Linked DNA regions of Mus musculus: regions 1, 2, 3, 5, 6 and 7 are each linked to region 4. The links are chromatin contacts, called in public HiCAR-type and promoter capture Hi-C maps. All regions are on one chromosome and are shown on one strand. Each heading gives the region's core, a stretch centred on a gene start, on an enhancer-like site or on the middle of the called end of the contact. The rest is flanking DNA. Distances are from core to core; before and after follow the strand shown. Region 1 holds the start of Shroom4 (shroom family member 4). Region 2 holds the start of Ftsj1 (FtsJ RNA methyltransferase homolog 1 (E. coli)). Region 3 holds the start of Wdr13 (WD repeat domain 13). Region 4 holds the start of Clcn5 (chloride channel, voltage-sensitive 5). Region 5 holds the start of Suv39h1 (suppressor of variegation 3-9 1). Region 6 holds the start of Ebp (phenylalkylamine Ca2+ antagonist (emopamil) binding protein). Region 7 holds the start of Bmp15 (bone morphogenetic protein 15).

What was found. Promoter capture Hi-C pulls out the DNA fragments that hold promoters and counts their contacts. HiCAR-type assays count read pairs that join an accessible place to other places. Capture Hi-C pulls out chosen DNA fragments and counts their contacts.
Region 1: a contact with region 4 is called in a HiCAR-type map of astrocytes, with 4 times the contacts expected there. The contact joins the promoter of Shroom4 here to the promoter of Clcn5 in region 4. A contact is called at or near these places in 1 of 39 promoter capture datasets (hippocampal neurons) and 2 of 115 datasets of contacts at active chromatin or transcription factors (astrocytes and stem cell-derived neural progenitor cells).
Region 2: a promoter capture Hi-C map of pre-B cells shows a contact between it and region 4, with 7 times the contacts expected there. The contact joins the promoter of Ftsj1 here to the promoter of Clcn5 in region 4. A contact is called at or near these places in 4 of 39 promoter capture datasets (the C10 cell line, liver and pre-B cells), 1 of 484 Hi-C or Micro-C datasets (CD4 T cells) and 2 of 9 other capture datasets (adipose tissue and liver).
Region 3: a promoter capture Hi-C map of pre-B cells shows a contact between it and region 4, with 4 times the contacts expected there. The contact joins the promoter of Wdr13 here to the promoter of Clcn5 in region 4. A contact is called at or near these places in 2 of 39 promoter capture datasets (liver and pre-B cells), 1 of 115 datasets of contacts at active chromatin or transcription factors (memory CD8 T cells) and 1 of 9 other capture datasets (adipose tissue).
Region 5: a contact with region 4 is called in a promoter capture Hi-C map of neural stem cells. The contact joins the promoter of Suv39h1 here to the promoter of Clcn5 in region 4. A contact is called at or near these places in 8 of 39 promoter capture datasets (the 3T3-L1 cell line, cranial neural crest, frontonasal cranial neural crest and 4 more), 1 of 484 Hi-C or Micro-C datasets (uterus) and 1 of 9 other capture datasets (liver).
Region 6: a contact with region 4 is called in a promoter capture Hi-C map of liver, with 3 times the contacts expected there. The contact joins the promoter of Ebp here to the promoter of Clcn5 in region 4. A contact is called at or near these places in 1 of 39 promoter capture datasets (pre-B cells), 2 of 484 Hi-C or Micro-C datasets (CD4 T cells and CD8 T cells) and 2 of 9 other capture datasets (adipose tissue and liver).
Region 7: a contact with region 4 is called in a promoter capture Hi-C map of stem cell-derived epiblast-like cells, with 3 times the contacts expected there. The contact joins the promoter of Bmp15 here to the promoter of Clcn5 in region 4. A contact is called at or near these places in 6 of 39 promoter capture datasets (the 3T3-L1 cell line, cranial neural crest, frontonasal cranial neural crest and 2 more).

What each region holds. Positions count from the first base shown.
Region 1 is chrX:6,398,696-6,402,337 of GRCm38.p6, forward strand. It overlaps Shroom4 (shroom family member 4), which reads left to right and starts at 1,337. Exons shown (of 9, transcript NM_001040459.2): 1 at 1,337-1,566. The coding sequence starts at 1,450.
Region 2 is chrX:8,250,367-8,253,887 of GRCm38.p6, forward strand. Ftsj1 (FtsJ RNA methyltransferase homolog 1 (E. coli)) reads right to left here and starts at 2,040. Exons shown (of 13, transcript NM_001290430.1): 1 at 1,806-2,040; 2 at 514-671; 3 at 203-272; 4 at 30-120. The coding sequence starts at 634.
Region 3 is chrX:8,131,245-8,135,114 of GRCm38.p6, forward strand. It overlaps Wdr13 (WD repeat domain 13), which reads right to left and starts at 1,614. Exons shown (of 9, transcript NM_026137.5): 1 at 1,043-1,614; 2 at 141-381. The coding sequence starts at 1,083.
Region 4 is chrX:7,317,219-7,321,019 of GRCm38.p6, forward strand. It overlaps Clcn5 (chloride channel, voltage-sensitive 5), which reads right to left and starts at 2,140. Exons shown (of 14, transcript NM_001243762.1): 1 at 1,888-2,140.
Region 5 is chrX:8,073,191-8,076,862 of GRCm38.p6, forward strand. Suv39h1 (suppressor of variegation 3-9 1) reads right to left here and starts at 1,570. Exons shown (of 6, transcript NM_011514.2): 1 at 1,354-1,570. The coding sequence starts at 1,372.
Region 6 is chrX:8,191,487-8,194,996 of GRCm38.p6, forward strand. Ebp (phenylalkylamine Ca2+ antagonist (emopamil) binding protein) reads right to left here and starts at 2,026. Exons shown (of 5, transcript NM_007898.3): 1 at 1,315-2,026. It overlaps Porcn (porcupine O-acyltransferase), which reads right to left. Exons shown (of 15, transcript NM_023638.4): 15 at 2,360-2,791. The coding sequence ends at 2,690.
Region 7 is chrX:6,319,026-6,322,560 of GRCm38.p6, forward strand. Bmp15 (bone morphogenetic protein 15) reads right to left here and starts at 1,699. Exons shown (of 2, transcript NM_009757.5): 1 at 1,017-1,699. The coding sequence starts at 1,338.

The DNA of each region.
Region 1 (3,642 bases), core at 87-2,586, 920 kb before region 4:
CATCCAAATGACCATTATGAGAAAATTCCTTGACATAGAACAGGCAGCAGGATGCTTAAGACCCCTTGAGGAAGTGGGAGCAGAGAGTGAACATCTGAACTGTGGAAAGCTTCTATGGAAGGAAGGGACCAGATAGTGTTTGCTGTCATGAGGAAGAAAGGGCATGCGCATGGGAAAGGATACTCAAAAGCAAGACACAGTAAGAATGTCCTGTTGACTCAGCCTTGGCTTGTCAACACTTTCCCTACTAGTGTGAAGCCCTTTAAAAAGCCACTTCCCACTTGTGGCTGCAGAGAAAACACCTCCTGAGAGGGGAGATAAACTGCTTAGGTCAAGGCTGAGAACTCAGCACATGTTGAAGTAAAACATGTATCTCTTAAAGACTATTTCTGTAGCTGTTAGGGCTATTCTAAAAGCCAGAGGAATAGGCTCAACCAAGAACAGAGGACTGGATAGGTTTCAGACCCCATGTATAAGCGGATTCATCCAAAAGGCACACTATTAATTGGCCAGCTTATCAGTGGGTGTTCTTTCGAGTATCTTTGTTTTGGGCTTGTCCTAACTTTGTAGATCCCTGGGTTGGCCATCTCCATGAAGTAAGTGCAAGGCACTGTCAGGACTCCCAGATGACTGGAACACACACACTCACAGTACTCCCATAGACACCAGTAGGCAGCTAGCTTGTGGCTGAGCCTGGGCAGGGGACATCCTCACTTCTCCTTTATTTAAACTATGTTCCTAGGTAATGTTTATGACTCCACATAACTAGTGTGTACAGGAAGCAGTCTACATGCACAACCCCACTGTGTTTGCTGGTCCTGGGTGTATATCACTTTTCACCCCTGTAGGCAAGGCACCTTGTAAGCACCCCTCCCCCCAACCCCTCAGGACTTGGGTCTCAGCACCCTCAGAAGAAAAAGGCAGTCCGAGAGACATGAAGGCTCTAGTCAGAAAAGTGCACTCAGCCACGAGGGCCCATGCACACTGACTTACACCTCGGTTCGCTCGGGCTGAAGGAGGGGCGGGTAGCTCCGCAGTAAAGAGGAGGACCAAAGAGGGGGCCTACTTGAATGAAACAATGTAACAGTTGATGTGAGGCCTCGCCTTGCTCCCACTTCTCAGCGATCCTATAGGCGAGGTCGCAGTGCCTGCCCCTCCCCATTGCTCCGTTTTCTTGTCCATTAAGCACCATCCCTCCGCCTCTCTTTCCTTCTTTTCTTTTTTCCCCCTTCTCCTTCCCCCTCCCTCTCCCCCTCTCTCCAGCTCCGTGTCATTTCCTCCTAGAGCTCACAAGCTGCCTGAGAGTCTCCAGCCGGGAGAGTAGGCGGAGCGGGGCGGGGCGGCGCGGCGCGGCGCAGGAGGACGATGGTGGCTGAGCTGCTGGGGGCGGAGGCTCCGTAGCCCCCGCGGAAAAGGAGCCCGGCGGCGCCTGCCCAGCCCGAGCCGAGGATGGAGAGCCGGCCGGGGTCCTTCCAGTACGTCCCGGTGCAGCTGCAAGGGGGGGCGCCCTGGGGCTTCACCCTCAAGGGGGGCTTGGAGCACTGCGAGCCGCTCACGGTGTCGAAGGTAAGGAGCGGTGGCTCGCTCCTCACGGCGTCCAACTTTTGAATGGGCTAGCGGGTGCGCAGAGTGCGCGGGGTGCGGGCCTCAGCCCCACTTGGCGACTTGGCCAGCCGGAGCCCGAGGGGCTGCAGCCACACGGAGGGGAGGTCCTGCGGCCGAAGCAGACTGCAGCCAAGTGTGCGGCCGGAGGATGGGAGCCGAGGCGCCCGGCCCCCGCCGGAGCTTTGCGTGCAGTCACACTCCCGGGGCACCGGGGCAGCCTCGCTCCCCCCCCCCCCCCACGGCGAGGCGGCCACTCACCTCCGTGTGGGCTGCAGGAAATGGCGGCTGCTGGGGGTTCTCCTTGCTTTGGAGGCCCCTGAGCCCGGCAGGACAGCGAGGGGCTGAGGGCACGGGCGGGGGCGCTCCGGGCGGGCTCTCCCGGCTCTCCCTGTGGCTGTCCCGCCCGAGGCAGGTTGCTGGGCTGGGGTCTGGCGCGGAGCTGCTGGCGAGGCATCGCTGGGTTTTCCGCAACCTCTCTTCCCACAGCCCGGACGCGTACACTCGGGTTCAGAGCTGAGGCGTTGCTGCTGCCGGTTCCCCCTCGGCCTTTCCCTCCCTCCCGAGTCGTGCCCCGCGCCAGAGAGATTTCTTGCACGCTGCGAAGTGTGGAGGGAACTTTTGTGCCTTGGAGCACAGCTGTGCTGAAGCGGCCACTAGAGTCGCTTTGATTTAAGAGCCTGTGATCAGCTGGAACTAAGTTGCAGCGAAGAGGCCAGGGGAGAGAAGCACTCCTAAGAGTTCTGGGACCCCAAACCCAGGCTTCTCCAGTGAGCGTGAGGGTGGAGGATGGGGGCGGGGGCGGTGGGGGGGAACAGTTGGAGATGTTACTGGGAAGAGTGGCTTGTAAGGCTGCTCACCTTGGAGCACAAGATTGCCAGGTGGAGGGACTTCATGAACTTTAACCCACTTTTCTTACTTCTCTTACAAACTCAGTTCGCTAGTGAGCCATTGCAATGCGTGGGGAAAGCAGTTGCGATTGTAGATGGAGATTCTGGCTGGGGGGGGTGGTTGGAAAAGATCTAGCTTTTTAAAGTACAAGTGAAGCTATAGGGGTTCTTTTTGTTTCCCATGTTAACATAGCAGCTGAGCTCTGAAAGTTACTCCCCTCCCCTCACCCACCCCCCACCGCATAACAATCTATGCTATGGAACTCCATGCTCTGGAATGGCTTTGCTAGCTAACTTGTGTGTCTTTAAGGTGTTGGGACAACGCGTTGCTCATGTGTGAACCAGTCAGCTCAGACTGTCTGAAGGTGTATTGAGGCAACATTTTGAGGGGATTGGCCGGGACCTCGAAGAGGAGCTTTGGCCTCCCCAAACCAGGCGATCTTCAACCAGTATAACCAGATTGAGATAGCTGGTTTTGTGATCTACCTTCACATCCTGCCCGTTAACACCCTTCCTGTGATATTCTCTGGAGCAAACCACTTTTTAAACAAACAAACAAACAACAACGACAACAACCTATTAAACAGCCCCTTTGGGGAGGGAATTCTTAGCTCTGAAGAATTTCTACTAATCAAGCTCTATACTCTGTCTTTCCATCAAGGTCATAATAGGATATGTAGCCCTGTCTGGCAGCCGCACCCCCACCCCCACCCCCACCGGCTTTCGTTTCCTCCTCAGGTGGCCCACAGACTTTCCAGTCTGCCTAGACCCTGAAGAGGTCATTTCTTCAGCTTTGTCCAGGCAAACCTAACCTGCCAGGCACCTCTCAGAGGGCTTGGTGCTGTGGTCCAGGATTATTTTGTATGCACATAGGAGCATGGCAGGGCACGGTGTTACTAAGTACGGGGCAACAGCAACTTGTGGTCTGGCTGGGGGATTATTTGAGGATATATGAAGGTTTTCTTGGCCACAGTGCTAAGGAAGTGCCTCGTGTGTGGAGAGGCAGGGTGCCTTTTAATGAGTCCCTTTCTGCTGAATATACACTTGGCCCCTATTATATGAAAGTTTATTATTGTATACATGAATATGCAGGAATAAATGTATAACTGGGTTGGCCAGGACATCACATAAAGGTTTTGTGTGTGTGTGT
Region 2 (3,521 bases), core at 790-3,289, 930 kb after region 4:
CCAATATTCGTAGGCATGCTCTCACTCACCTGAGTGATGTCGCCCTGTATCTGTATCACACCTGGCAGTGGAGCCATAGCCTGTAAGTCCACGGCCACCACCTGACCAGAACCCTGGCCCCTGTGGATAGCACATGTCAGCATCGGATTGACGCCCCACGCCTCCCCCGCCCCCCAGGTCACCCTCTAGCCCCTCCACTCACCCAACCTTCTGGCTCAGCACCTGGCTCCAGCTGCCTGGGGCTGCACACAAGTCAACCGCTCGCTTCACACCTGTGCACACACAGTGAAGACATACTGCTCAGCTGCATGACCAGAAGATGCGGCAAAAGTCACCTCTGTCCTGTGGAGAACCTATGTCTACCCACTGCCCCTGTGCCCTCCTCCTCCTCCTCTTTTGTGGTCTATCTCCTTCCCCGTCTCCGTGCTCCAAGTCAGCCCAGCTACTACAGTGAGTTCTTCAGAAGCAGCCTGCTCTTCCACTCCCAGGTCACTTAGCCCCCAGATTAGGCACCTTTGAAGAGTTGGAATTCCTCATCCAGTTGCAGGAGCTTGAAAGCGCTTCGGGCCCGCCAGCCATTCTCCTTGGCCAGGCGGTAGTAGACATCCCGTTTATCCTTAGATGTCCGTCCCATCTCAGTCTGCTGGCAGACAGTGTGTGCTGATGCTGTCCTGCGCAGGTCAAAGAAAACAAAGTACAGCTAACTGAGTTCATGGGTCCCACACGACAGTCAGCTCATTCAACACATGGAACCCGAAGCCCAGGACCTTATCATGAACTCTCAGGCCCTTTTTCTGATCACATTTAGGTCCCCATCTCTGAGGGACATCACAGACTCCACAGTTAACTGACAGAGGACCCACTACTGACTCTGCTCTCTTCCAACTACTGTCACGGACACACTACACAAGTAATCTCTCTCGCAACCATTTTCTCTGCCCATTTCATCTCTATCAACACCTGACCGTCTCTAGTTATTTCCATTATCTTTAGAGTCACAGAACCCTACTACTCCCTCCATTAAGTCCTTGCTTTTCACACCTATTACCCGACACAACCTCATTCCATCTCCCATAGCCTAATCTCTCTCTCTCTCTCTCCACTCTGCAGTCCACCAATTCCATCATAGATTAAGCTTCCAGTCATTAGTTACTACCACCTTAATCCCCACTAATGCCTGGAGGACCATGACCTGTTAGGGCTCCATTACACCAATTTACCAGCTCCATTAACTCAGCCCTCCAACCAACCTCTCAAAGATCACACGAGTGGCCTTTGGGATCCTTTGCATCAATACAAAGATTACCTCTGTCACTCATATAGCTTCTATTTTGTCTTTCGTCACTGACCCCATTAGTTTAGCACTCTGCCTACGCACCTGTTATTCTCTCCAGAACCTCACCAATACGATTACTATGTAAACTGCCAAATAGCCACCACTTTTATTATTAGCCTTCATTAATTTTCCAGCAGACACAGCACCACGAGTGTAATACCTTCAAGACCCATCTTTTAGTAACATCCCTAAGACCATCTGCAGAGCCTCAAAGACCATCAGCCCATCAGAACCGCCAAATACCCTTCAAGTCGGCCCAGCAGATAGCAGATCAGTTGTGTAGCTCTATGCTGCACCCCGTTCGAGTTCACCTAACAATCTAGTTCCCTGCTCTAGGCAAGCTTCTCGGGGCTTGACTGAACTATGCAGCTGCAGTACCGAGAGTGAATCCCCTCATCCCGAGTTGGAGACAGGGCAGGCATGCCTCCAGTCTCGGTCCCTTTCAAGTCATCAGTGCCCTAGGACCTACCTCAGCTCTTGGATACAGAGCGTGGCTGTTCACCAGCCTCGAGAACAGTTTGCAAACTGAAAATTACAGACTCCAGTTGGTGTTCGGAGTGGACCCGAAGGCCTGTCGTACACGCCTAGAGGTTGTCGCCACGCGGTAAAGTTTGCTTTGTAAAACAGTTCAGTTCCACGGAGATCCAGACCGGAGCACAACGTATGACGTTAGTCTCGTCATCTTGTGTCGACATATCCCGGTCACAGGAACTTCAGTTCCCAGAATGCAACTGACATCGTCTGGCCAATAGTTTTGCAAGGCTTGTGAACCGGCTCTTTGTTCTTTGTTTCAAGGCCAGGGTCCTATAGCTGCGATCCGGAGCAAGATCCTGAGTTCTCGGCTAGTCTGGCTACACGGAGAGACCTTGACGTGGGAAACTTCCACCCCTCCCCCATCGCCCGCTCACTCAGACAAGATAACTTACTTGGCCGCCTTTTCCCTTTTACATCGGGACGGTTATTTAACCTATGTACTACATTTCCCAAAATTCAGCGGGCACGACCACGCCCATTTTTCTTTAAGTCTGGAGGGAAAGGAAATTACGCAAAGGGGGTGGAGCGTGACCACGCGAAGTGAAAAGTCTGTTGCGAAAGCAAGCTAACCTGGAGGCTACGGCGAGCAATTTTGAATTTTACTACCGGGAAGCTACCGCATACGATTTGCAATTTTGAATCCTACTTCTACCGGTTGACTGAAGTGCTTTCAATTTTGCCACCTTAGAACTTTAGTTTCCTCATCTGAAAAGAAGGGATAATCACCTATCTAGAATTCACGGTGTTAATCGGATGCACATCCTTTTCTAATTGTATATTTTCCAAATACTTTTTAATACATTTTAACCACCACCACTGCCCTCACCGCCTCCACCCGCACCACTGAAAAGCATGTCTACGGATTTGCGAGACGCACTGAGTAGAGGCTCTTGCCGCCAAATCTGACCACCCAAGTTCGATTCCCCATACACAAGGTCATGGATGGAAGAAGACTGATTCCTGCAAGTTGTCCTTTGATCCCCAACATGCGCACTTGTCACGCGCCCCCTCCCCCAAATAAATAAATAAATAAATAAATAAATAAATAAATAAACGGACGAACGAACGAATGAATAAATACATGTATGAATGAATAAAAGTTTTGTATTTTTTGTTTTTCCTTTTTCCTTCCTTCTCTCTCTTTCTTTCTTTCTTTCTTTCTTTCTTTCTTTCTTTCTTTCTTTCTTCCTTTCTTCCTTTCTTCCTTTCTTCCTTTCTTCCTTTCTTCCTTCCTTCCTTCCTTCCTTCCTTCCTTCCTTCCTTCCTTTCTTTCTTTCTTTTTGTTTTTTGTTTTTTGTTTTTTCGAGACAGGGTTTCTCTGTATAGCCCTGGCTGTCCTGGAACTCACTCTGTAGATCAGGCTGGCTTCGAACTCAGAGATCTGCCTGTCTTTGCCTCCCAAGTGCTGGGATTAAAGGCGTGCACCACCACTGCCCGGCGAATAAAAGTTTAAAGCATATATGCATGTATGAATATGTATATGTTCTTTAAAAATTCATTTTCTGAAGTGCTGAATTCAAATCCCAACAACCACTGAGCCATCTCTCCAGCCCCTATGTATGTGTTCTTGTGTGTGTGCTCATGTCATGACCTAGTGCATGAAACACAATAATTGAAAGTATTTACTGTGTATTAGGCACTATTCTAGTGC
Region 3 (3,870 bases), core at 364-2,863, 810 kb after region 4:
ATTGACTTGGCTTCTCTATTCCCTTTTAGTCCTCTACTGACCTGGAACAGTACTTTGTACATCACTGATGTTTGACCAAAAACTATGGTGACTACAGAGGCAGGGGAGATACATGGCGGGTGGTGCAGCTAGGAGCTCACCTCCATTCGATCAAGGGTTGTTCGGCTGCTGCGGACAATGCTGTTGCTATAGGCACGAGCACTGCCTGGTTCTGAGAGTGGCCCGTACCGTTGGCCCAATAGCTGGCCCCGTAGCCTCAGGTACTGCCGACGCAATGCTGGGGGGTGACCAGCTTTGGCATTCTCCCGAAGCAGCTGGCTGCGCCGGCGGATATACTGGGTCCGAAACTGTGGAAACGTTGGTGTACGGTAGGCGTTGTACCTGTGGGGTCCAGGAGGCAGGGCAGGCAGCAGGCACAGGACAGAGGGAATAAATCAGCTCGAGGTGGTACAAGGTTTGGCAGTGACTGGGATGGTAAGAGTGAACAAGAGCAGCAAAGGGGGATTTCTCTTGGGATTGTGATGGGGGGCAATTATGCAATAATTAGTGGTTATGATGAAAAGATCACTCTAGCGACAATATAGTCAATTTGCAGCTCTGTTGGGGTCAGTCTGGGCCAGCTGTAATATCAGTCTAGCATGATGACATACGTCAGATTGGTAATGTACAACAATGGAGGTTAGGGTCAGATAACGGTAGAGGTTAGTATGGGGTAGCAATTGTAATAATAGTAGGGTAGTGATATCGAGAAAAGTTGGGGAAGAGGATAAGCAATGAGGGACTAGATAGGAAGTCACCAGCCTGACTTCCACTACCCACTCAAAGACAGTCTGCGCATGTCCATTTCAAACCGCATTTTCCCAGCATGCTCTTTAGAACCGGCTCCAGCCCAGGCCACTTAACCGCAGGACTATCCCACACCAAGCTACTGCGCATGCTCACGCAGCCGCACCAGCCAACTTCTCCGCCCAGCTGCACTTATCGCCATTGCTCATGCACCACAGTAAGTTCCTCTCCCATGGGCTCCAACCCCACGCCTCACCTCGCGTCCACTGCTAATACTTGCTGCCACACCGCGGCCATTCCCTGGCTTCCTTCTTTGGTTTGTCTGCCTGCGGGAGCCTGCAGGGCAAGGGCTTGGAATGTCAGCGTCCCAGGCAGAGAAAATCTAGTTCCGCCCACCAGGTGACAGTTGCCATAGACACGAAGTCCCTCCACACAGGTGATGTCGCGAAATCCCACTGGGTCGTTAGCGTGGTCATCACCCCAGCCCTGCCTTTCCTGGGCAGCACTCCGGTGACTCACAGCAGCAGTTCAGACATGACCCCGCCCTCTCCAGTTGCCGTAGCAACGCCCCTCCCCCCCATAGCAAGTCTTGTTTGACATTCCCCACCCATCAAGCCTTCTGCCCTCCGCCTTCCCTTTTCTAGTCCTAGAGCATAGCTCAGGATCCAGGACCACCTCCGGGGCTACCCCTAGCTCTTGAGGCGCCCCCCCCCCCCGGCGACCCTGAGCCCAGTGTCACCGGTTCCTTCTCTCTCTTCTCCCTGTCTCAAGCTCCAGGCAAGATGGCTGCCTGCAACGAGAAAGAGCTGCGGAGCACAGAGCAAATCGATAGGAACCTTTCCCGGGGCGTGGGAGCCTCGCAGGCGCATTAAAGGACTGTAGTTTCCCATACAAGGACCGAGGCTCCACCCCTTGAGTTCTATTCATTTCCCTCTTGACACCTTTTGTATACACAGGGATAATGTACTGTGATCAGAAGGACAAGAATGCGTGTGCCAACCACTAGCTAAAAATCAGAAATAAGACTTTCTCATGAAAGTGGTTTAGGCTGCTTCTTAGCAGCACACATTTGGCCAGGCAAATAAAATATATGCAGAGACTGACTCCTGGAACATTCTCTAGTTCCTAGCGCAGTGATGAATCTCTAAACACCTATGCGATGGGAAGAATCCATGTGTATCTTCACTGGGACTAACTGGACTTGAATGGTTACCCCTAGGAAACTTGAGTATCTTAATAAAAATATGCAATTAGGAAAACAAGCTTTGGGGCTGTGACCTAAGGAAAGGAAAGTATCCCAATCGTCTGTTATATTCACCTTAAGCTAGAATTTGTATCTTGAGTATTCCTCTCAGTGTCAAAAACAGAAATTCCAAGGTTGAAATTCAAGATGTTTAGTCTAGCATAATGGTAATCCTAGAAGAGGGTGATGTAGGGGATAGAGTGGCAGGAGGATCATGAGTTCGAATGCAGTCTGGCCTATGTAGTCAAATCCAGGACTACATCCTGGACTACATACTTTAAATAGCAAGCAAGCGCCGGGCGTGGTGGCGCACGCCTTTAATCCCAGCACTTGGGAGGCAGAGGCAGGCGGATTTCTGAGTTCAAGGCCAGCCTGGTCTACAAAGTGAGTTCCAGGACAGCCAGGGCTATACAGAGAAACCCTGTGTCAAAAAAAGAAAAGAAAAAAAAGCAAGCAAGCAGGATGGAGATAGCTCAGGGCTGAAAATCAAGCCAGGAACTGAAGCAGAGATCATGGAGGAACACTGCTTATCGGCTTGCTTCTCAAGGCTTGCTGTAGCCTGCTTCTTCAACCCAGACTCACCTGCCCACAACAGTTATTAGGCAAGAAAATGCCCCTGCAGGTATCCCCATAGGACAGTCTGATAGAGACTCAGTTAAGGGTCCTTCTTTCCAAGTGACCATAACTTGTGTCAAGCTGACAAAAAACTAACCATCAACTAAATAATGTCTTTTTAGGTTGCCTGAAGTGAGGAATAAAAAATAGGTAAGTGAATCCTATTGGTATCTCCTCTGTCACCCTATCAGTGTTTTAAAATATCCCCTGCAATATAGCTTAAAAAGAATAAATTATTTCTTGGCACAAACATGTAGCCTTAACAAGACCCTAAGTATTCATCGGATAGAGTGCTGGACACTGTTTAAGTAGCTTGCATGCATTAATCTAATTTCTTATTGTACAGGGGATAGGACCCAGGGCCTTAGACATCCTAGGCCAGCCAGTACCTTTTGTTTTAAAAACGACGTGTCATGTAACCCAGGCTGCCTTCCAACTCATTATGTTACAGAGGATAACTGAGCTGGTCCTCCTGTCTCTACTGCCTAGGTATTGGATCATCACAAGTGTCCTTTATTGTTTTTTGTTTGAGACAAAGTCTTAATTAGGCCAGGCTGACCTTCAGCTGGATACGCAGTTGAGAGTGGCCTTGAATTTCTCACCCTTCCTTCTGTTTTTATCTCCCCAGTGCTGGAATTAAAAACTTGTCACCAGGCTCCAGTTTTTTGTTTTGAGACTTTCTTGCTAAATTTTCCAGACTGGCCTAGACTTTGTGATCCTCCCGTCTTAACCTTCCAAGTAGCCAGGACTACATTATTCATCACCACATCCAGCCAATTAAATCTTAATAGGAATGTTGTGGGTCCTTTTCCAGTCTCTCCTTTATAGATGCGAGTCCACAGCACAGAGGACTAGCACCCCCTCACATCTGTGAGCCACACTTTATTTTCACATTTTTTTAAATCATAAAGAACACTATAATCAATGTGTTTTAAAAATGTATTTGGGGGCTGGTGAGATGGCTCTGCAGCTAAGAGCACCAACTGCTCTTCCAAAGGTCCTGAGTTCAAATCCCAGCAACCACATGGTGGCTCACAACCACCTATAATGAGATCTGATGCCCTCTCCTGGCGCGTTTGAAGACAGCTACAGTGTACTTAGATATAATAAATACAAAAAAATGTATTTGGAGGCCGGGGCGTGGTGGCACACGCCTTTAATCCCAGCACTCAGGAGGCAGAGGCAGGCGGATTTGATTTCGAGGCCAGTCTGTTCTACAAAGTGAG
Region 4 (3,801 bases), core at 890-3,389:
AAGTATTAAAATAAACCTTACAGACAAAAAAGGGAGCGTAATAAAAAGTAAGAAGCGATGATACCAGTTTGGGGAGGGGGGGACTGGCTCTTCCGTTCCACTTTATTTTATACTTTCCTCGTTTTGCAAAATTCCTATCGTGAACATATTCTATTGTTTGTATAATGAGGGAATGAGTCAAGGACAAAGAAAAACATAAAACTAGAATATTAATATTAATACAATCAAAGTAAGTTAGCTAACTCCCAGAGATGCATTTTCAAACCCAAAGCTGTTGAGAAGGCTCCTCAGTTAAAAAGAGCTTGGCGCTCAAGGCTGACTTCAATCCCAAGAATTCCAGTAAAGATGGGAAGAAAGAAGTGACTATATAAAGCTAAGCTCCCACCCATGAGCATGCGTGCGCGCACACACACACACACACACACACACACATACACACACACACACACACAACGGTATTGATCAATTTGGAATTTTTAAATTCAGTCTCAAAACAATAGTTTCCAGTTATATGACAGGAGTTAGAAAGCAAAGGAAAAATTAACGGGTGTGATTACCAGTTTGGGAGGGGGTGTCTTAGTTTGGTTTGGAAGTTTCATATATTAAGCACCCAGTACATTTAAACAAGTTTTTTAATAATTTATTTCCCTCATTGGGCATAAAAGCTAATTTGTATTTTTTTCCAGAAAGGCCCTCACCTTTTTGTCCTGAGGTGAATTCCTACTTCCATTGATTTTTACATAACCAACGTGTGCAACTCTGAAGTGGGAAAGCTAAAGCCCAAACGCTTAAGGCTAATACTAGTTGGAGAATAGTGTTGGCCCTCTTTAATGACCTCTTTTTCTTTAAAGAACAAAAAGGGTTCGTGTGTGCGCCAGTCCTCAAAACTCCAACAAAGACTGGGCTTTGGATGAGGAGAGGCTCCTGAAATCCAAGAAAAAGAGAGCTTAAACTCTAAGGATGAATTCACCAGGGAAAAGTGCTCCAATGAGTTTACCTGGAACATGGCTCAGTTTAAGTCGACTCCCCATCCCCCTCCTATTTTACTGTTAAGAAGTACTTACTGATCAGCACGTCGTGGAACAAGGGGAAATTTAACAGCTCTGAAATTCAACCCGGGAAATTACTAATACATTTATGAAGTATGTGTAAAGGGGAGTCTCACTGGTTTTTAATGCTTCACCTTCTGGCTTTCCCCTCATTTACTCGGCGCAGCTTCCACTGACGTTATCACAGGGCCACCCGTCCAACTTCAGTCAACTGATTTGTTCTGAAACGTTCATAAAGGTAAAAAGCACGTCAAAGTTAAGCTAAAGCTAAAGCTTTCTTTCCATTACTTGGAAAGGAGCTGGAGCGCGGGGCTCCAACCTCTGGAAGCAGCAGCTTAAGCGCATTGGGCGGCAAAGGGCGAAAACGCACACCAACTTCTTCGCCCAGACCGTCTGGACTGCACTTCGCTAAGAAGCCCTAGAAACCTGTGGCGGGTCCAAAGCAGGAGCAAGCCGAACCTGGCCTCGGCTGCGCTTTCCCAGCGAACGCCGCCCCAGCCCTGTCCTCTGGAGAAGCGACGCGGGCAGCCAAGCTCCCCGCTTTCAAAGCTGGGTGGGCTTGGCGCCGCTTGGCAAGGAAACTTCGATCGGCAGCCTGGGGACCCTGCTCCCCAGAACAGGGCTGGGCTGCCGAGGAGATGCCGCCCCGCTCTGGCAGGAACCAGGCTGTCCACCACCTCCTTCAGTGGCGGCCGGGCAGAGGGAACGCCAGCTCCGGGGACCGCGGTGGCAGGCGAGCGTTCTTCCCTGCTCGCCGTACCGGGGGGCTCCTCGGGTGGGCCGGCGGCCGGTGAGCCGGGAAGGACCTGTTGGGGAAGGGAAGCCCATTTGCCTTTACCTGTCACCGAGGTCCGGCGCGGCGGAGCCCGTGTCCACCGGCGGTGGGCAGCGCGCTCAGTCGGCTCTGGCGTTCCACACGGCGAGTAGAGCTAGCGCCCCACGTAGCCGGCAGAGCTTCATTCACACAGCCCAGCCGGGAGGAGGGGGAGCGGAGCGGGAGCGAGGCTCATGTGACAGGCGCCTTGGAGTATTAGCTCTGCCAAGACGGCGTCTGCGCATGCGCGCCACGGAGGGCCCGCTCCAGGCACCTCGGGCCGGCCAGGGGGGAAAGCGCCACCGAGAAGCAGCAGCTGGGAGGAGCTTCGGCATGCGCAACCGCAATAGGGTAGTCGGGCTTGCAGCCATATTTAATGAGGACTGGGCGGATCCAACCCAAATGCGGGGCGTGTCAGTTGCATTTGGGGGAAAAAAAAAGCAATGCTCCCTTCGGTTTCATTGTTTGCAGATTGCCTACCTTGGTTTTGCTTTTGTCTTTAGAACAAACTGTTTATCCTGAGTATCTTGCCCACAGCGGACATCAGACCACAAATTTAAGCCTCCCTTATGCCAGGCATTGTTCTGGCTAATATACTTTATTCGTTTCATTTAATGCTCACAAGAACTCATGAAGAGTGTGTCATTATCCGTTTTCCCTCATAAAAATACAGAGGCTCAGAAAGGTTACATAGCTTTTCCAATCTCACACTGTAGTAGCAATAAGAATAGTGATCAAATACAGTAGTGCTTGCAGGGGCCAATTTAATCCAACACAGGGAAATCTATACTGCAGTTACTTATAGGTATTATTGCCAATTTAATCATTGTCAAGCGAAAACTCAAGGTGACATATACTTCTAATCCCGATTCTTTGAGGTTGAAGGCAGGAGAATCGATGCGAGGTCATCCTAGGCTATATTGTAAGTTTGAAGGCAGGATGCTGTCTCAAAAACAGACAAACAAAACACAAAATAAAGCTCAGATTCCAACTGAGGTCTCTCTGTCTCCAAAGCCATTCCGAATAATTAGAAGAACTATCCTATCCTTGTGAGGAATGAACAGGTTATACAAATGGAGTGCAGCTATTAATTTATTGCAAGAACTAAGATTGGAATCCACATCATCAACACAAGTAATCTACCTAGAAGCCAAGTATTCAAATTCAAAATCCACTGTAGTAAATAGTATTTTTTTTTCTTGCAACAGGGACTCACTATTTAGCCTTGGATGCCTGAAACTCACCATGTAAACTAAACTGGCCTTGGGATCACAGATACTCAGCTGCTTCTGCCTCCCAAGCGCTGGGATTGTAGACCTGTGCCACACCCGTAGACTTTTTTTTTCTTTGAGAAGTTTATACAAGTATACAATAAACTATAATCTTATACGCTTCCATTTGCTCCCTCCAATTCTCCCCAAGAAATCCATATTTCCCCCAACACCTCCCCTCATAATTTCAAATTTCTTGTGTTAGTAACCCAATAAATCCAGTTAGTGCTGCCCATATTTGCAAGAGTGTGGGACCATTCGACAGACCAGGAAAAACCTACCAGAGGTCACACCCTCAAAGAAGAGCAATTCTCTCTCCCCAGGTGGGAAGCTATCAACTACCAATGGAATCTCAGTAAGAAATAGAGTCTGGATATCACCTCTCCCATCTCTGTAGGAATGTTGGTGGCTTGGTCTTGTTCAGGAGTCAGTGACCTTGTGGACAAAGGACAGTCTTTTACAGCACTCCTGTGCATCCTCCAGCTCCTGCATTCTTTCAATCTCCTCTTCTAAGATGGCCCTTAGGCCTAATTGGGGGTGGGGGTAGGGTTGAGAATTCTGTCATTTAGACTTCGGGCTGAGCACTCAGTCTCTTCTCAGAACTTTGGCCAGTTGTGAGTTTCTGTGTTTCATGGCAAAAAGAAGCTCCTCAGACCAAAGTTGAGAA
Region 5 (3,672 bases), core at 320-2,819, 760 kb after region 4:
AAGGACTTTAGGTTTTGTAATTATAAAGATTGTAGAAAGATATTACATTAAACTGGGCATAGTGGTGCATACCTTTAGACCCAGGAAAGGCAGAGACAAGCTGATCTCTGAGTTCTAGGACAGCCGTAGTCTGTCTCAAGGAAAAAAAAAATCCCTGTCTCGGGGGTGAAAAGTACAACTCAATTCGAAGGGATCTGCTCTCAATTCAGGAACATGTAAACAATACATGTGGTAGGTAAGCCCCGACAATGACTCTTGGTCACCAAAATTATTGTTCAAGAGAAGCGGATTTAAAGTATACACATTTTTTTGCTTCAGAGCACATCCCTTCTTCAACGTAATTTTAGAAGCCATTTTTAAAAAATCAAAATATGTCACAAAACCACTTGATGCTAGGTGTATGCTGTCAGTAGCCAATGCCATCTTTTAAGGATGGTTTTTTTCTCCTCCCATCATACGACTCAAATCTAAAACAATCCTAATAAGATGCTCTAGATGGTAACCTAAGAACACACAAACACTTCAAAAGAAAAAAAGATCACTGCGTACATATACACTGATCCTTTTTTATCCAAGGCCCAGCAGAGACTAATCCCTCTCCTCCGAGGCCTCTCGGTTCCCGGAGCCTCTAACCTGCGTCTGGAACGCCTTTGAAAGCCCCAAGAAGTGGCCTGCAAATACCATTTGCAGTGCCAGCAGCCGCACTCCTCCCCACCGCAGCTCCGGCTCACACTTGTGGAATCTCTTCTCAGCGCTCTACTCGAGGCCGAGGAGCCCGCCCAGCACGCACAAGTCACCCCTCTTTTCCTGCACATGGAGGAGCCGAGCCCTCCTCTCACCGAGGCCCCCCCACCAAGTCCCGCTTTCCGGGGAGACTCGTCTACCCGAAAACCCTGCCCCCATCTCGCCTCGATCCCTTTCCCACCTAGAGTCGCCGGCTCCCCCATTTTGAGAAGGGGGTCCGTTCCACTTCTTCCTCCCCTTCCGGCGTCTCCCGTGGAAACCGAAAGGGTAACGGTCACTGAGAGCCGCCTTTTCCCGCGCGTGGCCGCAACCTTCTCCTTCAGGACTCTCTCTCACGCGCGTAGGCGCGCCGGCCAGCCGCGCGCGGCCGAGAAACCCCGCGCGCGGCCTGCGCAGCCCCGCGCCCCCCGCGGCCGAAGCACGCGCCCCCTCCCCTCAGCCCCGCCCTGCCCGCGCGCCGGGCCCGCGCTCTCGGCCCCCACGTTTGCCGCGCCGGCCTTCCAGCTCCAGGCTCCGTAGCTCCGGACGCCTGGCCTGGAGCCCCGGCCACCTTCCCTCCATTCTACTCGGCCGGGCCAGTAGCTCGCGTCTCTAGCACCACAGCTTCACCTTTTAAATTTTCCGCCATCTTTCTCCACAGCTAACAACATTCGGGCCTAACCGGCCTCGCGAGAAGAGAGCGCGCGCGGGCGTGGCCGGGGACGCGCAGTCGATTGGCCGCTCCTCGCCGCTCGCAGCTCCGGCTCGGACCAACCGCGGAGCTGTGCCTGGACTCCTCCCGTCACCAGGAGTGGTCTCGAGAGCCCGTGCTCGCTGCCTTTATTCAGAGTGCGCCTGCGCAGTAGCAAAGCTTGCCTTTGCTCCAGGACCCGCCCCTTGTCAGTCATATTGCTAGCCAATCGCGGCGTCAGCCAGTCATAAAGGGCTTGTTTTGTGCAACCCCAATTCTGCCAGTCATTTATTTTAACCTCGCGCAGGCATTCACTGCCAGGGTGGACCTAGAGCCATATATATAGGTGCTCAGCCAGTCACCTGATTGAAATAAATAATAAGTCGGTCGCCGCCATCAGATGTCCGTTTCCATCACTCGCTTCTTCATTCACACTCAGTCAATAGTAGCATCCATCTGTGCCCTGCAGCCGTCTGAGTTCATAGAAGCACAACCCTTGTCAGGCAGCCTGCTATTCCCTCAAACTGTCCCCATCACATTGTTAGCCAGGCAGCCCTTTCTCCATCTTCCTTGAAGGAGACGTCTCAAACTCCAATGGCCACCCATGTCCCGAAGTGGACTGGGATTAGGTCAGGACAAATTATTGTCAGCACCCATGTAAGAGCCACACCCAGCGACAAAGTGCTGGAGGAGGGAGACAGGAGCCCCAAGCTTGCTCTTAGAGGACAGAACCCATTCCTGTAAGCTGTCCTCTGTTCACACCTGCACTTTGGTAGGTGTATACACACATACCCCAAATAAATTTAATATTAAAAAAAATACAATGAGATCAATCAAGGATGATGCTTACCATTGACCTTTGACCTACATATGTGTCTGCATACACACATACACACACCCAATAAATGTAATAAGAATTAAAAAGAAAATGGATCACAATCAAGGGAGATGCCTGCTGTTGACCTCTAGCCTACATATGTGTATGCACACGTACACAGTCCACAGTAACACGCACATATACCAGAAGAGTTAGAAAGAGCCAGGATTTCGCAAAGTGCAATTATTACAGATTTACAGACGTATTCATATCTCTAGTGTCAACAAGACATGAGAAACCCTATACTGCACAGCAGGAGGACAGAGTTACGTGCTACACAAACTTCAATGTGGCCCATCAATTATTTTTCTAAATCCATTTCACTAAATATCAGCTTAAAGTAATTTGGGCATCAGTAGTTATCATGAAATGCTTCCCTGACTTATCTTTTTTTTTTTTTTAGATTTTCTTTTTTTTTCCTTTTTTTAAAAATTGGTTATTTTATGTATTTACATTTCAAATGTTAAACCTTTTCCCTATTTTCCCCCTGGAAACCTCCTATCCCATCCTCCATCCTCCCTGCTTCTATGAGGGTGCTCCCCTACCACCACCAAACCACTCCCGCCTCACCACCCTAGCATCCCCTTACTTGCTGGGGCATCGAGCTTCCACAGGACCAAGGGCCTCCCCTCCCATTGACGCCAGATAAGGTCATTCTCTGCTACATCTGCAGCTGGAGCCTGCCTTATCTTAATGGCTTTGTTTATCCTATAGGTTTGGAAAGTATGCTGAGGCCCTGTGCCCTACCACCACTGAAGTTGACTAAAATGGCTGTGGTCAAGTCAAGCTGGGTTCCTATAATGACTCTATCTTTTCTCATTTCCATTATGGGTCAATCTTCTGAAGTGTTAGGTTCCTCAGAGAGACTTGGATTCTATCAGGATACTTTGCAACCATGCATGTATCTGAGGGGGACGGGGGAGCTTTCCTGACAGAGCTGTTCCTCAGCTAACCCCGGGACTCATTCATTCTCCCTCTCACCTTTTCAGATAAGCAGGTAGTCAGTCTAGGTATCCCACTGACCGTACTACCTGTGGATGTTTAGTCAGAATGCTCAGTATCATGTGACTCAGCCTAGGTAGACAACCAGCCATCAGAAATAGCTGCCTAGCTGGAGGTTCCATACTCTTTGATCAGCCAGCTTGAAATCGACAAGATTACCTCTGTAATTAGAGCACCCACATTCATTTACTCGTGACTGGAAAAAGCCAGATTGGGAACAAAGAAAAAAATCTATTTAGAAAGTCGGCAAACAAAAGAAGATAGGATACTATCTCAAACGGAGACCATTTTGCTTAGAGTCTGCAGGTATAAGGCAACTGAGGGAGCTGAGGAAAGTTATCTTTCTAGTTTGAGGAGGGCTGGATGGTCATAAATTCCA
Region 6 (3,510 bases), core at 776-3,275, 870 kb after region 4:
GACTCAAATCCAAAGTCCTTGCCAAACATGCATAAAGATTTCTTTGATCAACAAGTTTTCTCTACCATCTTCACCGGCAAGTAAGTACTGAAATCTACTGCTTAAGCACAGTGCATTAAAAAAAAAAAAAGTCCCCAACCACACACTTTCCTTTTTTTTTTTCTTTTCTTTTGTTTTTGGTTTTTTCAAGACAGGGTTTCTCTTTATAGCTCTGACTGTCCTGGAGCTCACTTTGTAGACCAGGCTGGCCTCGAACTCAGAAATCCACCTGCCTCTGCCTCCCAAGTGCTGGGATTAAAGGCGTGCGCCACCACCTCCCGGCTCACACTTTCCTTAATATTTCCACTCAGTTATATAACACTGCATGGTAGCACATACCTGAAATCCCAACATTCTGCGGGGCGAAGCTGAAGCATTGCCATAGCTAGCCTGGTCTACCTAGAAAGTTCGGGGAAGCTGGGCATGGTGGCGCAGGTCTTTAATCCCAGCACTTGGGAGGCAGAAAGTTCAGGGTAGCCAGAACTAAATAGCAAGATACTACATTCAAACAAACTTAGACATTAAGTAGCTTCCAAGACCTCCAAGTCAGATAAAGAGCTTCTGCTGGGTGCCTAGGTGCATTCCTTTCCTTTGTCAAGTGCAGCAGAAACTCTCTAACTTTGCTTCATTGTGATACCCCCTATCGTTTTTTTCTGACACAGCGGGTTTCAAGGCCGCTGGTACACCTAGGCAGAGGCTCCTGAGGCTCTAAAGAGGAATCATCAGATTGTACTGCCAGCATCATCGAGTTGTACTTCTGGTTGCTAGTCACAGAGTATGATCACAGTCTGGTGGGCGAGTCACTGTCAACAAGCCAGGTCCTAGCACTTTGGGGCTCAGTTTGTTGGAAAGACACAGGAATGTAGTCGGGGTGCACTGCAGGGTCCAGTGGCTGAGATTTAACTGGACGCTACTCCCACCCGCAGGGGGCTGCAGAGATGAGGAATCAGAGCTGCGGCCCCAAGCACCACGTTTCAAAAGCAAGAGTCCAGGCAATTAGTGTGCCACCCTGCAACAAGCTAGAAGTAGCAAAAGCAGGGGTCTCACGGGCGGCGCTAACCAAGAGAAAGGAAAACAAAGCCCAGAGACCACCAATCACAACCAGAACCCTCCACTGTAGCTGCCCAACGAGAGGGCGAGTCTTCCGTCGTCTGGACAACCGATTTAGGGCCCGGGTCCCGCGCAAGCGCAGGGTAGGGCAGGACTCGCAGGCAAACCGCTGTCGTGGAGGGTCTGGGCACGTGGAGGGGCTCGGACAAGCTGGCTGGCACTCACCCCAGGCGGCGCGATCGCAGGGCGACTTCCTAACACAGGCTTGCGACTTTCCAGGAAGACCTGCAGGCTCCCTAATAGCCCCAGTTCCGCTCAGCTCTAGCGCTTCCCCGCCCGATGGAGCGGACCAATAGTGAAGTGGAGAAGGTGGCTTCTGCCAATAGGAGTCCTCCGAATGTCGCAGGCCCTGTCCTCGCCTATGGTGTCATCTTCCCTGTTGGCTGAGACCAAGTCAGGAGTAGGGTGGAGACCTCCAAGGTCTGTGGGCGCTTTCTCCCGATAGCAAATCTATGCTATTCTGAGCTTCAATTTCCCTGCCCTCTTATCAATCGCACAAGATGAGGCTGAAATTTGAAACCCTCAACATTTGCTAGTGACCGGAGTTGCGTGGTCTTCTAAGTTTTCTAGGCAACCAATCAGTTCCCGGACCCATTCTTAGCCCAAATGCAGAGAATACGACAGGTGGATTACATTCAGTACAAACAAACCTAGCGCCCACCAGAGCTCAGAACTCTCCAGTCCTAACAGCATCGGTCACCTTCAAACCCTCACTCCTGCTGAGCAGTTGGTGTAGACTCTCAACAGTGCCAGTTCTTAAAAGCCAAACAGAAGGCATGACGGTAAACAAGTTGGCAAACAGACCTCGTCAGCATTTAGTCAGAATATTGATCATCTCAAACTGTCATTTTAATTATTACCTACGGACCAGTAGGCATCAACCCTTCTTCTGTCTTGCCCTACCCCGCCCCGTTCGAATCTGACGAACCAATCAGTACAGGGATCCCCCAGTTTTCCATGAAGTATTACTAAGCCTCCCCCACAAAATCTGTCCCTGCTCTACGCAAGCAGGACCAGGACCCCGCCATCATAGACTCATTAGCCAATCACAGACCATGTTGAATTCATCGCGAATAGATCACAATTTTATTTTCCCTCTCCACGATTTTCAGTTTCCAAACCTTTATGTGTGGTGGAATTTCTTTGCTTTCCCTTTTTCCCCTCTGATCAGTGAAAAAAAAAAAAAAAAACAAAAAACCAAAAAACCGAGCCTGTTGTGTAAGTTCTACTTTTATTCGACAATAACAAACTGCATATAAAAAAGGGAGACGGCAGGCGCAGAGGCCCTGGATCTGCTCCTGTCTGCTTTCCCAAGTATCCATCGTTCCTTGGCCCAATAAGGACCACCCCCTTCCTGCCTGGTGGCGGGGTGAGGATTGACAGGCATAGAAAGTTGTGTGTGTTCCTATGTTGTGTGGAGGGGTGTTGGGGGTCAAGAATGGATAAGGGAAAAGGAGTAGAGAAAGGGTCTTTTCTCATCCCCCATCAGAGTTGGCACCCTAAGGAGGGGTATTGAAGGGGATTATGATGGTCATATGCCTCAGCCTATGAGACGGTAGAAGATCCAGCATCCAAAAGTGACCCAGTGACTGGCCCAGCTGAGCTCTGACCACTTGTGGACAGTGTATGCCATGCCGTAGCCCTGTGGGAGAGAAACAAGTCATGATTTTGAAATTCAACAAGGACAGTGAGTCTCCGGAAAACCCATCTCTTGCCCAGGGATCTTTGGTATTTCATATTCCTGAGTAAAAGAAGGGTCTAGGTGCTTATCAAGGGTGACCAGATACAGTTTGGTTTCTTCTTCTTTAAAGATCATTTTAAGGGGCTGAGTATACAGCTTGATGGGAGGGTCTACATGGGGAGGCCCCAGGTTTTGATTTCCAGCACACCAAAAAGAGTTATTTTAAAAATATGTTGGATGTGGTGGGTCATGCTGATCCCTGAGGTCGTTTGTATATGAGACCACTAGAAATCTGAGTGTCTACCAATACAGGACAAAGTAAACCCTGACAAATTCTTGCAATGAAAAAAAAAAAAAAGGAAGACTGTGTACTTAAAAAATTGGGGGAAGCCAGACGTGGTGATGCACACCTTTAGTCCCAGCACTTAGCACTTGGGAGGCAGGCCGATTTCTGAGTTCGAGGCCAGCTTGGTCTACAGAGTGAGTTCTAGGACAGCCAGGGCTACACAGAGAAACCCTGTCTCAAGGGGAAAGAAATTAAAATATAGAGTGTATGTTTTTGATATGCTTTGAGGAAGTGGGTTAATAGAATAAAATTGAATGTGTGCACATTTTGCAGTGAGTCTCTACAATACTTACTTTTTTGGTTTGTTTTAGGGGTGCTAAAGATCACATTCCAA
Region 7 (3,535 bases), core at 449-2,948, 1.0 Mb before region 4:
CCACCAACCTCCTCTCATAGTGGTATTAAAACTGATATTTGCAAAGTCATTTTTCAGTGCCTGATGCACATAAAGTTAATAGTAAGGCATAGTTAGGAAAATATTGGTTATTTTATTTGGAAAGAAAGTGAATCCTGTTTGTTAGTAGCTTGCAGAGCAGTGAAAGCCCCACACTGAGCTCATCAAGTTGCCAAGAACTCATTGAAGCTGATGGCTGTCTGTATTCGCTAGAGAGCTCTGTACTATAGGAGTCTGGGGAGAATATCTAGTTCAGATACTCAGAATAGAGCATGATGTGGCTAACTAAATACACGTGGGACTGTGGAACCAAAATCCCAAAGATGTGCCATGAACCAAATTGAAAAAGTGGTTGATACAAGGGTGGTGGCATATAGTGCATTCAGAATGAGAGTCTAGAGTTTAAATCTCTCATCTCAGCCAGCCACTGTCTGCAGAATACTTGCAAGTTACTTTTAATTTCACTGTACCTTTTTCTTATCTTTAAAATTAAGCTGATGATTACCCCATGACAGCAAATGGTAGTGCCTGTCATTAGGATGAAATACAGTAATAGGGGGTGATAGGGTCATGCATGAACCTTCAGATGATTGCTTGTTTCTGTCCTGTCTGAGGCCACACGAGTTTTCCTAGCTCAGTAGCACTCAGTCTTTGTCTTCAAAGAGCACCCACCCCCATAAATAGACCTCCACAAGAATGCAGCTGGGTATTTCTTAATTAGTTTAAGAGGTATAACAATTTGTAAAATACAGTACTTAGCTGCCCTGTGGCCGGGAAAATATTGCTCAGTAGGACCTCAGGCATTTTTTTTCTCTCATGGTGTGGCTTGAACCAGAAATTGGCTTGGGACCAACTTTGAAATCTTACAACCCTTTGAAAACCATGCTTGACCAACCAGTCTGCTCACTAATCGAAAACAACACACCAAAACTCCTTTCCATCTACACATCTCCCCCCTTTTCTCCCCTATAGGGTTGTATGGGGGTGTAAAAACTCACCTCTGGGAGGCCTTACTGTGTTGGCCGACGGCTTTACCAGCCTCACCATTTTCGCTCCAATCGTGCGGTTCTCCCTTGGATGGCCATGCGGGTCAGCCGAACGATGGTATAACTTGAGCATGTACCTCAGGGGATAGCCTTGGGGCCATTGCTTCATCTCCTTGCCAGGGGCTTCTTTGGCCAGATCCAAAATTGAGGGCAATGTAGGGTCGTCAGCAAGGAGGGCGGTGGAGGGCCACCCTGGCTTTGCCATTTGGACCCTCTGTTCCATAAAAAGCACCACTCCCCACAAAAGAATTCTAAGAATTGTGAGAAGGGCCATCTTGCAAAGCTTGGTGCTTTTCAGCAGATTCCTAACCAAGTCCAAAGAACATCAGTCTGACCTCTTCCACATCCTGGTTTAACAAATACCAAAGACGGGGCAAGAAATAAAAAGAAACGCCGACTGGCAGACCCTATCTTACTTCCTGTGGGAGAATCTTCTGGGCCAAAGCGAGTCTCCTGACTAGGCTTCTTGGCATGAAAACAAACAGAAAAAGCAAGTGGGACAAGGCAGCATGCCCTTCCCACTCCCCACTGGTGGGAAGTACACAGCAGTTCTCAGACAGGCTAAAGTAACCGAGGAGAAGAGGCCCATTCCAGGAACCTGGCCTGCACCCAATCTAATAGGTTAAAAGGAAGCAGCTTTACCCTGAGCTGCCACAGATTTAAAGGCAATCCCTCAATCAGGCCTTAAAGGGATAGAGGCCTCCTGTTCCCATCCAACTTGTAGACCTCTTAGTGAAGCATTTCACAGAAATGTGGTGAAACGACGAGGGATGGTTATTAATAATATAAACTGAAATCTGCAAAGGGGGACTGGGAGTGGAGTGAAATAACATTTGGAATGTAAATAAATAAAATAATTATTGATGCTGCTGCTGATGATGATGATAAAACCCATAAAAAAGAATGTAAACTCCTGTTTCCAGCCTCTTTCACACACAATGTGGGGATAAGGTCTCAACAGGTACTCCAAAAGGTTTATTGAAACACTAGAATGTGAAAATCATGGTGTGGGTGTGTCTACTTGAGCTTCAAGAAGAGTCCCTGCCAGTAGTTCTCAATACTTTTGGCTATGCATTGAAATCAGCTGAGCAGCTTCAACACTTCTGCTTCTCTGGATATCATTCCTGGGGATTCTGCTGTAATGGGTCTGAGATGTTACCAGGCCGGGAGAATTTTTTTTTTTTTTTTTTTTGGTAAGTTCACAGGTGCTTGTAATAATGTACTTCAATTTGAGAACTCCAACTTCGAATTTTCTGGTTTACGGTGGGAAAGGCTGAGTAGGTCTCCCCTGAGAAACCCAAGGCGATGGAAGATGAATTTGTGGGAGCATGTCTGAGCTCGATGCCTAATGGGAGGCAACAGGGCTAGGCCAGTTGGTTTAAGTTGCCCTGGGCAACAGTTATATTGAAAGAGGTGGTAGGTTATGGACTTACTGCCCCCACTCTGTTGGTGGTTTGGTGAGAACATGAGGGCAAGTCCTGAGTGTGGTGAGTCAGGCCTGACTTGCGGGAGACACCTCATACTGTGAGGTCTAGGAAGAGGCAACATTATCATGCAAGAAGCATTGGCTGTCTTTTAATTGGATGTCGTTATTTGGGGTTTTTGCTTGTTTGTTTCTCTTTGACTTTTACAAACCAGAGGTCAAAGGTTTCATCCTTTTTTGAGTCCTACTATGCCACGAATTCATAGAGTGCAGGTTCCAGCAGCAGTTGGTTCTCCTCAAATGTGCTTTTGTCTCGGTAGATCAGACTACAACTTCAGGTGAACACAGGTTACTTGCTCTTTTGGCTTTCTAGTTGAAGATTGTTCTTTGGGGTTTGGATAACATACAAAATCATGGGTTTCATTGTGCTATCTCCTACATGTATGTCACTATACTTTGCTCATATGTAAACCCCCTTGAATCTCCTCCAACAGGTAGTCTGCCCTAGGCTCTCAAATCATGAGGAAAATGTGATATTTATCTTTCCATTTTCCCTCATTACCATGTCTTGTTTCCCCCACCTCTTCATCTCTTTCTATGCTCTGCATATGAAAAAAATAATAAAGATGATGTTGAAGTCTGACTTATTTCTCTTAATATGATGGTCTCTAGTTCATGTATTTTCCTCCAAAGGCCATACTTTTGCTCCTTTTAAAAAAGATTTATTTTAAATTATGTGTACGTACAGGTGAGTACAGGGACTCACAGAAGCCAGAAGGGAAAATTACAGAAGGTTGTGAGCCTTCCAACACATGTGCTGAGAACTGATGGGATTCCTCTGGAAGAGCAGTGCACGTTCTTAAGCACTAAGTTATCTTTCCAGCCCCACCATTGATCTTCTTTACGTCCAGATAAAATGTGTGTGTGTGTGTTCACAGATATATCACATTTTCTTTATCCATTCAACTGTTGATGGACATTTGTGACTCTCTTTCCTGGCCATTTATTTTTCTTCATAAATTTCAAGAACCTTGGCTTTTATGGTACT